2 separate regions of the Arachis hypogaea genome follow, and region 1 is linked to region 2. A link is a contact called in public Hi-C data. All regions are on one chromosome and are shown on one strand. Each heading gives the region's core, a stretch centred on a gene start, on an enhancer-like site or on the middle of the called end of the contact. The rest is flanking DNA. Distances are from core to core; before and after follow the strand shown. Region 1 holds the start of LOC112799303 (kinesin-like protein KIN-4A). Region 2 holds the start of LOC140180372.

What was found. Hi-C and Micro-C count contacts between places; a contact is called where the count stands out from the background.
Region 1: a contact with region 2 is called in a Hi-C map of leaf, with 4 times the contacts expected there. The contact joins the promoter of LOC112799303 here to the promoter of LOC140180372 in region 2. A contact is called at or near these places in 3 of 8 Hi-C or Micro-C datasets (all in leaf).

What each region holds. Positions count from the first base shown.
Region 1 is chr1:16,183,535-16,189,682 of arahy.Tifrunner.gnm2.J5K5, reverse strand. LOC112799303 (kinesin-like protein KIN-4A) reads right to left here and starts at 2,462. Exons shown (of 26, transcript XR_011861773.1): 1 at 1,652-2,462; 2 at 154-300; 3 at 1-69.
Region 2 is chr1:16,033,256-16,039,318 of arahy.Tifrunner.gnm2.J5K5, reverse strand. It overlaps LOC140180372, which reads left to right and starts at 1,975. Exons shown (of 1, transcript XM_072221120.1): 1 at 1,975-2,496. The coding sequence starts at 1,975. The coding sequence ends at 2,496. LOC112799282 (SUMO-conjugating enzyme SCE1) reads left to right here and starts at 5,353. Exons shown (of 5, transcript XM_025841681.3): 1 at 5,353-5,609; 2 at 5,723-5,806. The coding sequence starts at 5,544.

The DNA.
Region 1 (6,148 bases), core at 1,213-3,712, 150 kb before region 2:
TAATCCAGCCTGAGTCTGACAATTGTCACTATAGCCAGTTCCCATTGTATATGTTTTCCCAGATCCTGTCTGTGGAGTATATGTGCATCAGATACAAACGAATAGAATGGTCTTTTCCAACTTCGAGTGTATAACATGCAAGATCGATCTCACCTGGCCATACGCAAGTACAGTAGCATTATATCCTTGGAATAAGCCATCAACTAACGGGGCAATGCATTCTTCGAACATATCAGCCAAAGGAGACCCACCATTTCCGTAAACATGATCAAATGTAAAGAAATGTGACCCAATTTGGACCTGATCATCCAAAAAAATACACATTAAAAATGTGAAGGTTATCAAGGTCAGTGATAGATATTACAGTGAAGTGACACAGTATCAGAATAGAATGATTCCATAGTTTCAACCTTCAAACAAGCAAATTTTAATCAATTGGCATTTTATTTATCCTAGCATACATGAAAATGTAATTAAATGCATCTATAAAACTGCAACTCAATTAATATGGTAGTAAATCCATGTCATAGTACCGTACGGAGTCCATCTTAATGTGCAATAATCCATATTAGGGGGAACATGTTTTTTTACTTTAATTTTGACTGATGATGACCTCTCACTTACAGCAATAATCGTTTTACTCCCTGCTCTTAATAATAGAGTAATTTTCTAAACGTGATTAGGGTGTCTAGTCTTCAAATAAAGAAGCGATTATCCTATAAATTTCTAGCGTTGAGTTTACCTGCGATGGTGAAATTCCAACAACGTATTAAGTCATTAAGTAATTGATTAATGAATTGATCAAGTAATTATGTAATATTGAATAAATCTCGATAATACTTCAGTGTTAACTTCTAAGGTGCTAAACTATCATTTTTATCCACAAATAGCATCAACATCACTATCAACACACACATATACGAACGATTCACAAACACAAAAGGACACCAACCCTTCTGCGCCTCCACACACTCTACACCACCAAGACTTACATGTGTGAATTCTAATTTTCATAATTAATGAACACATACGATTATTTTTCACCTTTCCCCTCTTCTCTCACCATCTCGTTTCTGAGGATGTAGCTGATAAAAGGAGTAGAAGTAATTTGAAAATTTTGGATAATTTTTTAATAAAATTAATTCAACAAAAATTTATCGCTTGAGTGGGAGTAGTTTAGCATTTGAAAATTTTTGGATAGAAAAAATAAATAAATAAATAATAATAATAATAATAATAATAATAATAATAATAATAATAATAAAGAAAAAAAGCAACAGGAAAGTATGTTATGACTTACGACATGAACAAACAGTACTTCAGCATAATTTTTGAAACAATTATTTTGATCATTTCTTTTTTACTTTACAAAATGATTTACGCAAAATTACACATTCAACATGGTAAGCAATCAAGAAAGGAATAAACAAATAACATTACATTTTCAAAACCCAAAAAAAAGAACATTCTTTTCTAAATGATAATAATTAAGCAACCTCCACACCACCAAAACAAAATTCACGAACGCACCATTAATTAATGAAGTGCATCCACTAAACGACAAAACACATTAATAATAATCACACAAAAAAACAGTTAAAGAAAAAGAAGCATCATGTTGACGAAGGTGAAGAGACGAGTTTCGAGGTACCTGAGGCTTCGCAGGCGTAACTGAAACGCATTCTCTGCAACCTTGCTGTCGTTCATCAGCAATGAGCGGACGAATGTGAAGAGCAACTTTCACAGAACAATTCTCCGATGTCTCCATCGAAACAGAAAAAGAAAATTAAAAGAAAAAGAAAATTAGGGAGAGAGATTAGAGGTTAATCGAGGTTCCAGGGGAAGAAAAACGAGTCCCAATGTGTGATCAATTACGAAGATTAGAACTTAAGATAACGATACAGCTGCAAGAGAGAGAGAGAGAGAGAGAGAGAGAGAGAAATAGATTTTTAACAGCAGGAGAGAGAGAGCGTGAGAAAGAGTAGTGGTTGTTGAGTGAAGAAATTGAAAGAGAAGGAAAGAACGAAAAGCGCGGTGGTTTGAAGAGTAGCAGAGCAGAAAACAAAAAGCAACCGCAATCACAACAACCACCACAATTAACAGTTTAACACTACATTGAACAGTTTAACACTTTTTCTTCTTCACTACTTCTTGCTTCTTGTATGGCAGTGACTAAAACTAATAGCTATGCGCTATTGCCTATGCCGATGCTCTCTCTCTCTCTCTCTATTCCTTGTTTATTTTATACTTTTATTTTTTTTTTTTTTCTTCTTCCCGTGGCAAGTTCCGAAGCACAAGTGCACTACTATCTTCACTCTGTCGCTCTTTTCTCTCTCCCACCACGCCCTTTTCCCTCCGAATTTATTTTATGGCATTTTATTCTCCGGTTAATATTCAACGGACAAAATCTCTATTTCCATCAATATTTTGGTAGGTGTGAATATTATGGCGAATGCTAATACGTCAAAAAAAAAAGGATCCTAACGTTTTTTAAAACTTAAATTATAAATTTTAAATTATTGTTATAAAATTATAAAAAATATTTAAAAATAATCAGATATTATCATTCTATAATTGATGTCATTTTTAATTTAATAAAATTTTGTAATGATTATGTGTTAATAAAGATTTTTTATTTTATGTCTTCTAAAAATATATGTTAAAATTATAAATTAAATTTTTTTTATTATATTAAAAATATAAAAAATAATTTTTTAATATATTTATTTTATATTTATTAAAAAATATAATATTTTAATTAATGATAAATTTATTACGTGCCTTAAAGGCGCATATATATTACCTAAATTCAATTAGAAAAGTTGCGTCAATAAAATCAAAGCTTATGTGTTTGAATCTAGACGTAGGAAAAGGAAAATCACTAAAGAAACAAAAATCTCACTTGTAGTTGTAAGTAACTAGTAAATAATTAATTAGCATTGATAAATGTGGCAGCATTGACTGGATGCAGACTATTGGCTCTTATGTTGGACTTTTTAAGAACATAATAATTATTAGGTGTTTAGAAGTTGGATTAATCTATACGTACAAGTGATTTTATTATATAAGTCTTATAAGTTCTTTAATTGATATTATACTCAAACACATTTGTTATGCATATACATTTCACGCACTTATAACAGATTTTTTATTTTTGAAAAAATTATGTTTCTTTTTTCAAATTTTTTGTCTTTTTCTTTGTCGTTTTTTTTTTGTTTTCTCCTTCTTCATTTACGTGATTTTTTCTCTCTATTTTCTTTCTTTGTTATTCTCGATTTCCATTGTTTTTTAACATCAAACTCTGAAATCGTTTTTAAAGATAATGGATAATTCAACTTCAGATTGTCAGATAAACCAGTGCATGAACCTTGCTTGTAAAATTTACTGCTAATTCTTCCTTATTTGAATTGAATCTAATGTACTAGTTCAGATTAAAATTAATATAATCTTGTAGGGGTGTGCATGGCCCGGCCCCGCCTGAAGATCCGGCCCCGCCCTGAATACTTTAGGGGTTAATTTGGTGTGATTTCATCGGGTCTAGGACCGGGTAAGGGTCTCAAAAATAGATCCGGTCATTATTTCGGGTTGGGTCCGGACCATGGCTCGGGTCACCCGAAGTCTGCCCGATGGCCCGGTCGTCATACACAATTAATATTTTGTGTTATTAGTGATGGATGATGGCTATTCTTATGTGGAATTTAAGTATTGTAAACCTTAATATTTTGTACTATTAGTTATTCTAAAACTATAAGTTAATGTTTTATGTTTAAAATGCGATTTAAGATTAATGCATAATATTATGTTATTTGTATTGATTTAAATATTTGGTGTTATTAGCTAATATTAGTATTGATTATGGTTATGCTTTAATTTTAGAGAAGAGTTGGTTCTTATTACATTTTTCTAAGTGAATTTTACTATGTCAAATAATGGTTGGAGTCTTAGAAATTTGGATATTTTCACATGCTAGCTTATTAGAAGGTATCAAGGTAATAAAATGTTAATGGCCTGGTTTTTACCCGGTATAATCGTGGCCCGAAAGTGTATAGGTTTCATCGAGTCTAGGGCCGGGTTCGGGTCTAACAAATAGGCCCAGTATATATTTTGGGCCGGGTCTGGGTCACATCAAACCCGGTTTCACCCGATCCATGCACACCCCTATAATCTTCAAGAATATTTAGGTGTATTTTTATAAAAGTTTGGGTGTATTTATAGTTTATGACTTTTCATCTGAAGGAGGGTGAATTGTCTTATTCTTTTAATTGAATTATTTTAGTTTCGGTTTAGTTATGATTCATGAATATGGTTTTTGTTATTTTTTATGATGGTTTTATAGTTGTGTTTGCATTCTATAGTTTATGCTTGTTTTAATATGATGTATTTTGGGTGTATTTTGCAGCTCTTGCTGACTTTGGTGACTGATTTTAGTGTACACGTAACATAACTCATTTTTGTATTTGCAGCAAATTTAGGTGTAAAACGAATATATTTGGGTGTAATACGAAGATATTTGGGTGTATTTTTATTCTGATGAGTTATGCATAATTCAGAACTCTTTCTCTTCCTCCTCATCTTCTGCTGCTTCTTCTTCTTCATCTTCTTATTTCATATTCTCATAATTTTTTGGGAGGAAAAAATCAAACAAAGAAGAAAAAATACATAATGTTGCAAAATCAAAAGAAGAAGGAGGAGAAACACGACGATGAAGATGAAACACGTGAAGAAAATGGAGGAGAAACACAAAGAATGAGGAGAAGAATAAGGAAGAAGAGGAGGAGAAGGAGAAACGCGAAGAAAAATGACAGTTGTGGTTTTCATCGAGGAAGAAGAAAAATAGTCGTTCATAATGGTGAGTAGCGCGCTTTGGAAATAGGAAGTGGTTGAGTAACGTGCGTATATTTACTCTTAAATGTGGGAGTGTAATGTGAGTGTGTTTTATTAGGCTTGTGCCAACTTATAAGACTTATAAGACAAAAAGGTTTGTATGTGTAGCATACCTGTTAAGAGTTTCGCAATAAATTCTCAAAAAAATTTTAAATACCAGAAAAACTATCATACACGAATATTTTGTTAAATTATTGTATTTAATAAATAATGTGTATATTTAATTTGAATTTTTTTAATAAATTTAAATCACAATTTAAAAAGAATTTGCAAAAATAAAGTAAAATTTCACCTAACTTCTTTTTCATTTTCTTAAACTTTTGGCTTTATAAATAAATTAGCAAAAAAATCGCTTACATAAAATTATTAAATATTAGAAATAAAAATATTTTATTTTTTAAAATTATATTTATTAGAGATATAATTATTTATATTTTTATGTTAGTTTAAGCTTTTGAAAAAAAAAAGTATCATAATATAATATTATCTCTATGTTTAAAAAATTTAGCGTGTTTGGTGAATTTTAAAAGAGAAAAAAATAACATAAAATAAATAAAAAAATTTATGTAAAAAAATCAAATAAATCCAAAAAAATTATTTGAAGGAACTTATTAAAAATATAATTATTTATGTTGACTCTTCCTATCAACTTAAGTTTTTCGAAAAAATTATACATACAAAGAAAACACATTAAAATCCTATGTTTAAAATCTTTTTTAAAAATATTTATCTAATGCTTGATTATTTTAAACCGTTCAGGAAATATATATAAATATATACTCATACAAAGATAATTAATCATTTCTTAATTTTTTTAAATTTACAATCTTATATTTCTTTATTTTTTGTATTTCTTTACAATCATTTCATACATATTTAGTTATTTACTACTAATTAGTTTGAAATCTTTATTATTTTTTATCAATTACAAAATTTTTGTGTTTTATTTGTAGTAATTTGTGTGAGTTTTGAAAGAGTATAAGATATATAATTTTTAAGTTTTAACCAGATTTTTATATTTAGGTCTTGTACTTTATATGTTTAATTTGTTATTAACTTGTGTGTTTTTTATTTTGGTTTAAAAAAAAGTGATGTGTTTTGAAGTTGTAGATTTGTTGTGTTAGCATCGCAACTACCTTACAAGTCTACAATAACAAGAATAAGAAGAAGCAAGCATAATTATTTCGAGAATAGTAACAATCACTAATTCTTTTTCAAAAACAAAAAACATCTTTATAAAATATATATAAAATATGTAATTTTG
Region 2 (6,063 bases), core at 726-3,225:
GACGATAAGTGGAGTGTGTTTGAGGCATACGAGGAGCTGAGGCAGCTTGGATACTTGAAGTCCACCATCACCGCGTTATGGTACAAAGACCCAACTGCAGATGATTATGAGAGTCAGTTAAAGCTGTTAAAAGGTGACACAGAGGCAATTGAAATGTGTACCATAGTAGGGAAGAAAGGCTTTGTTGATCTGTTTGTGGTGCATGAGGTTGGGGATGCCGATGGGTTTCCGAAAGTCGGTTATCTGGACGTGGGGGAGAAACTAGAGGCGGCTTGAGAGAGGAACCTTTAGGTGGTGGTCTGGAGTTAGTAGTGTTTGAAGGGAACGTGCAAAAGACTGATGGAGTTGGGGTTGCGGCTGAAGCCGAAGGCCAGAATAAGGACGGTGGAATGGCATTAGGCCAACATACTTGCGAAGGGGGATAGTAACCATGATAGTAGTTGCGAAGACAGTGATGACCCAACATACTTGCCATCTAATGAAGAGGAAAATAGTGTCAAAGACATCCACTTCACTGACAGTGAGGAGGTCTATGACTATGAAATGGATTCAGTGAAGATAATGCTATGCCGAAGGACTCTAATGCGGAGAAAGCCAAAAAGGTTGTGACAGGTGATTTGGATGATGAGGATGCAGTCGACAGTAATGAATTGGAGTAAGACCATATAATTGGAGGACAAGAGTCAGGTGCTGATGATAGGGAGGAGGCTGCTGAGGGTGAGGGGCAGAGGTTTCCAGTGCATAAGTCTCAAAAGGACATGGGAAAGTACCAATGGAAGGTGGACACATTGTATGAATCTTGGCAAGAGTTTAAGGACACAGTGGCGGGCTATGCAGTCCACATAGCTAGGAACATTAAATTCAAGAAGTGTGACTTGGTGAGGGTGCGGGCTGTTTGTCAGAAAGGCTGCCCCTTTTGGTTATATGCACACAGGGTTGGTGAGGAGTCCACTTGGCAACTAAGAAGCATGAATCTCCAACATACCTGCATACAGACACACTGGGTTGAAATTATGCACAGCAAGTGGTTGGGTAGCCAGTTTAAGAAGAAAGTTGAATCCAACCCAAGGATCAAGGTGAAGGAGCTGGTAGCAAGGGCACACAAAAAATGGAACCTGACCGTTACGAAGGCAATGGCAGCTAAGACAAAAAGGAGGCTTTGAGTCAGATTCAGGGAGCCTTTAGGGAGCAATACAAGTAGATAAACGACTACTACCATGAACTCCTATCCTAAGAACAAACTTAGGTTCAACAATGATTCTAAAGGTAATTCGATCACTAGATTTTGCTCAAGAGAGATAGAATCCAGAACTGATGAACTATTGTGTTTTTCAAAGACTGTATGTATGCTTTGATGCGTGCAAGAAAAGTTTCCAACACTGCAGAAGGTTCATTGGGTTGGATGGATGCTTCCTAAAAACCTCCCAAGGAGGACAATTGTTGACTGCAATTGGAAGAGACCCAAATGACCAAACTCTTCCAATTGCATATGCGGTTGTGGAGGTGGAGACAAAGAATTCTTGGGTCTGGTTTTTGCGTCACTTGTCCGATGATTTAGGGTCACACAATGTTGCAAAATGCACGTTTATGTCTGATCAGTAAAAGATAGTTTTACATATATCAGCCTATGCAGTTTTCCATTTAACCATTTATAAATGCATTAATCATATGAAATCTTACCTTCTGCTAACAAGGCTTGTTGCCGGCGTTCGAAGAGGTCATCTTAGGGGTGGACAATATATTCTGTGTCAGACATCTCTACAACAATTTCAGAAAGAAGTTTCTTGCTTTGAAGCTGAAGAACAGGATGTGGAGGTGTGCTAAAGCAAGTCATTGGCAGAGCTGGGAGAAGGAGATGAAATCTCTATGAGGTCTGAATGAGGAAGCATTTCGACATCTAAATAGCATTCCACCCAGGTTTTGGTCAAGGTCCATGTTTACTTTTCTATCTAAATATGATATCTTGTTAACAATATGAGTGAGAGTTTCAATGCTGTCCTAGTAAAAGCAAGAGAGAAACCTATTGTAACCATGTTAGAGGATATTAGGGTGTATATGATGACTAGATGGGCTGTAAATAAGGAAAGGGTTATAAATTATCCAGGAAACATTATGCCAATGATTAGCAAGAAATTAGAGAAACGGACAAGCTTAGCTAGGGACTGGAGGCCATACTGGTCAGCTGCAAGTAAGTACGAGGTTATGTGTGGTCTAGATAAATACATTGTGGATCTGGCTGCTGGTGACTGTTCTAGTAGAAAATGGCAGCTGAGTGGGATTCCTTGTCCTCATGACATTAGCTGCATCACCTTCAAAGGCCTTGATTTGGAGTCTTATGTGGACGATTGCTACAAGAAGGAGGACTACCAGAGGTGCTACCGGGAGGTCATACATCCTGTAAACGGCTCAGAGCTATGGAAGAGGACTCAGTATGATGATGTCATCCCACCTCCATATAGGAGGCCCAGCCACAGACCTGTGAAGAAGAGGAAGTGAGGGCCTGGAGATGAAGACAACAGAAGCCAGACTCATCTGTCACGGAGGGATCAAATCCAAAGGTACTCCAACTGTGGTGGAGTGGGACACAAGAAGATTGGCTGCACCAAGCCTAAGAAGAGGGTTTATGACATCCTGTTCTAGGGTTTACTTACTATTATGATGGCTATAAATTTAATTTGACTACTATATGATATGTGTGTAACTGTCTTTATGATTTTCATTTTCTTTGTAGGCCCGAACTTCAACCAAAAGAAGAAAGAAGGATACACATAAGCTGGCACCTGGTCAAATAGTTCGGGGAGGGAGAAAGGGGAAGCCTACACTATCACAATCCAACCTGCTAGTATCTCAGCCTAGGAAAACCCCCCAAGGCCCAAGAAAAGTGCAGGCCAGTCCACCGCACCAGCACCTCAGCCCAAGAAAGCTTCCACTCAGCCCAACATCCTGGCCCATCCCAAGAACAAGGCTGCATTAGCTGCAACCTCCACCAGCAACAAATAGCCCCTTAGGCAGCCATCTGTGAGGAAGAGACATTTTTCTATCATTCAAAGCAGTGCACCTCATGTACCCCTGCAGAAGCTGAGGTTGATGGCCAAATTACCTCCATCTTAGTGGGGGAATCTTTAGAATTTGCATGTCAAGTCTTTTGTTAATCATGTCTTACTACTGTGCAAGCAATGTTTGTATTTTGGTATTGGCTATTTAGTTTCAGAACATTATCTTAGTTAAATTAGTTTCATTACTATATTTTGGTGTTAAGTGCCTCAGGACACTTTTGTTGACTGTTGCTTCTCTATATTTTGATATTAGGCCTGTGGATGCAAATAGTTACCTTGTGTTTGTTTTAACTACTCATCAAATGAAATATGCCATTAGTTAATTACTAAATTTTTAGGTCTTGTATTCAATGCTTTTGTGCTTTACTCATGAACTACCTTTACATTATAAAATAACACAACTTCGCCATTAAACAAGGTGACATTTTGGGCAACATTACACAGCACTTTTCTTCATTAATTCAAACATCTTTACACATGCTACACACCTAAACCATTGTAATATCACAAAATATCCTCAAACTCTAACCCTACAACACAACAAATCTCATAACATTCCCTAGCAAATTATCTATAACCTAGGTGCATTCCATTCAAGTGCTTTAAGTTATATTAATTCTGCACCAATAAGAATAAAATTCCCACCCAGCCAGCAATACATAGAGCAGAAACAACCCAAAGTTTCGTCTCCACCTCCTTCAATCTTGTCTTTTTCTTGCAATTTCAACCTCTTTCTGAGCACCTCCAAATTCCGGATTTGCCAATCTGAAGAAATCACAGCCATCCTGAACCTGATAGAAGCCACAAAGACATGTCAACAAACCCCAAATTCTCAGACCCACTATGGCAAAATAGGAAGAACACCTTATCTCATAGTATACGCAACCCCAAAATCTTCGTCCCGGGTTATCCTTCGTGGATGAAGTTCACAAAATCAGTCTCTCACCATGGCCGCAGAGCAACTCCCTTGCAGCAGAACGAAAATGTGAGGCTTTGGAGCTCTGGGAAGCCATGGACGATGTCTCCTGAACCCTAGTGCTGCTACTCTTCGTCGACCTTCAGCAGAAGCCGCCGCCATTCGCCCGCCCCTGCACTTCACTTTCATTCACTTTTATTATTTTTCTTTACTGCTTTTATTATTTTTTATATTAATTAACATTATTAATATCTGTTAAAACGGTCGTAACGGAAGCTAACAATCACAGGGGTAAAATCGTCCGAGGGACGATTTTAAAACAAACTCGAACCTTTGGGATCATTTTGTTGCGAAAAAAAGGCTAGGGATGAAATCGATTTTTGGCCCCAACATTAGGGACCAAAATCATACTTAACCCTATTTATTACTTACTAGTCAAACTTGACTTAAGGGGATTAATTACCCTCATAAAATCAATTTTGACCATATTAATGACTTTTTCTGTTTAACTTTTAATTTTTTTTTAATTTTTGTTTTTTTTAACCATTGAGTCGGCCTCACTATTTTTTATGTGCCGTGATTCAAGATTTTGCGAAATAAATTTTAAAATAACTAAAAAAGTCTATTTATCGAAAACCAGGTTTTTACACATGGGCCAAGGGACATGTTTCGGGACGTAATTGCCCTTCTTTGCCAATCGCAACCTATGTTTTGCAGTAAGTTACAAATTTTTTGTTTTTGTCTCTAGCAAACGTTACCTACGTTTTGCAGGTGACTATGCAAGCAACGCAGGTCCACATTGGTAAACAACATACCATGTACCCATATTCATAATTATCATCATTACTTTATTTATTACTATATTAATTTTAAAAAATATGAACCGTTCATGTTAAATAGATATTCATCGTACAGCTTATCATAGCAAAAATTAATTTATTATTATTTTTAAGTTCAAAAGATAGTTAAAAGGCAAAAAAAAAAGAATTCTAGTTTCAATTCATTCTCTTAATTATTTTTTTTAGTACTTAAAAATTTCAAAATATATGTTAATTTCTCAAAAAAATTCAAAAAAGAAAAAAATCAAAATTTCTAATTTTAAAAATAAAAAAATGAGTTAAACTTTATTTTATTTTTTCTTTCAAAATGGTATTTTGGTCACGTGAAGGCGTTAAGACTACGTCGGCGTGATTCTGACGCAAGGTTGGAATAAATAACCATTGACTTTGAAGCTTTTCATTTTTCCATTTTTTATTTTTTTTGAAAAAATAAAAGGAGACAGAAAAGCCCGAAACGGCAACGTTTTTTCAAGTTGCCTCACGATTGAATCATGACCGTACGTTTCGTTCCGAAGTATTGCATACAAATACAATCAACAACTTGAAAGGCATTTGTTTTTGCTCACTTGTCACTTCCCACAAATCCTACAAGCCATATCACTCTCTCGCCCAAAAAACTAAGAGGGGTCTGGGGAAAAGAAGAAAAGCAGAAAGCGCGTTTATAAAGCAAACCAAAGCGCCACTGAGCTAACTCTGTGCGAACGAGTTCGTGACTCAGAAGAAGAAGAAAACATGTCTGGTATTGCTCGTGGACGACTCGCTGAGGAGCGCAAGTCGTGGCGCAAGAATCATCCTCATGTTAGTGTCCAACAACCATTCCTCTTTCCTCGTCTTCTGTTCGAATTATTTTTTCTAGGGTTAATTCTGAACGGTGGTATTCTTTTTTTTTTCCTTTTTTTATTGTGATTTAGGGTTTTGTGGCGAAACCGGAGACGCTGCCTGATGGTACCGTGAATTTGATGGTGTGGCATTGCACTATTCCTGGGAAGTCTGGGGTGAGTTTCTCTTTTTCTTACTTAAATTAGTTGGTTCCTTTGGTGTTTTGTGATTACCAACTTGAATTCCCTACTTCTGCGATTTAACTTGATGGTTTTGCTTCTGATCATGTGTTGGTCGATTTTGAATTGGCACTTGTCAATGTTGGAGTTGCGTGAAATTTGATTCATGCTTATTATGGACCTGTGATTTTAGGTTTTCCTTCTGGGCTGAAACTGAGTATTATAAATTGTATTTTTCAAAATATCTTTTATAA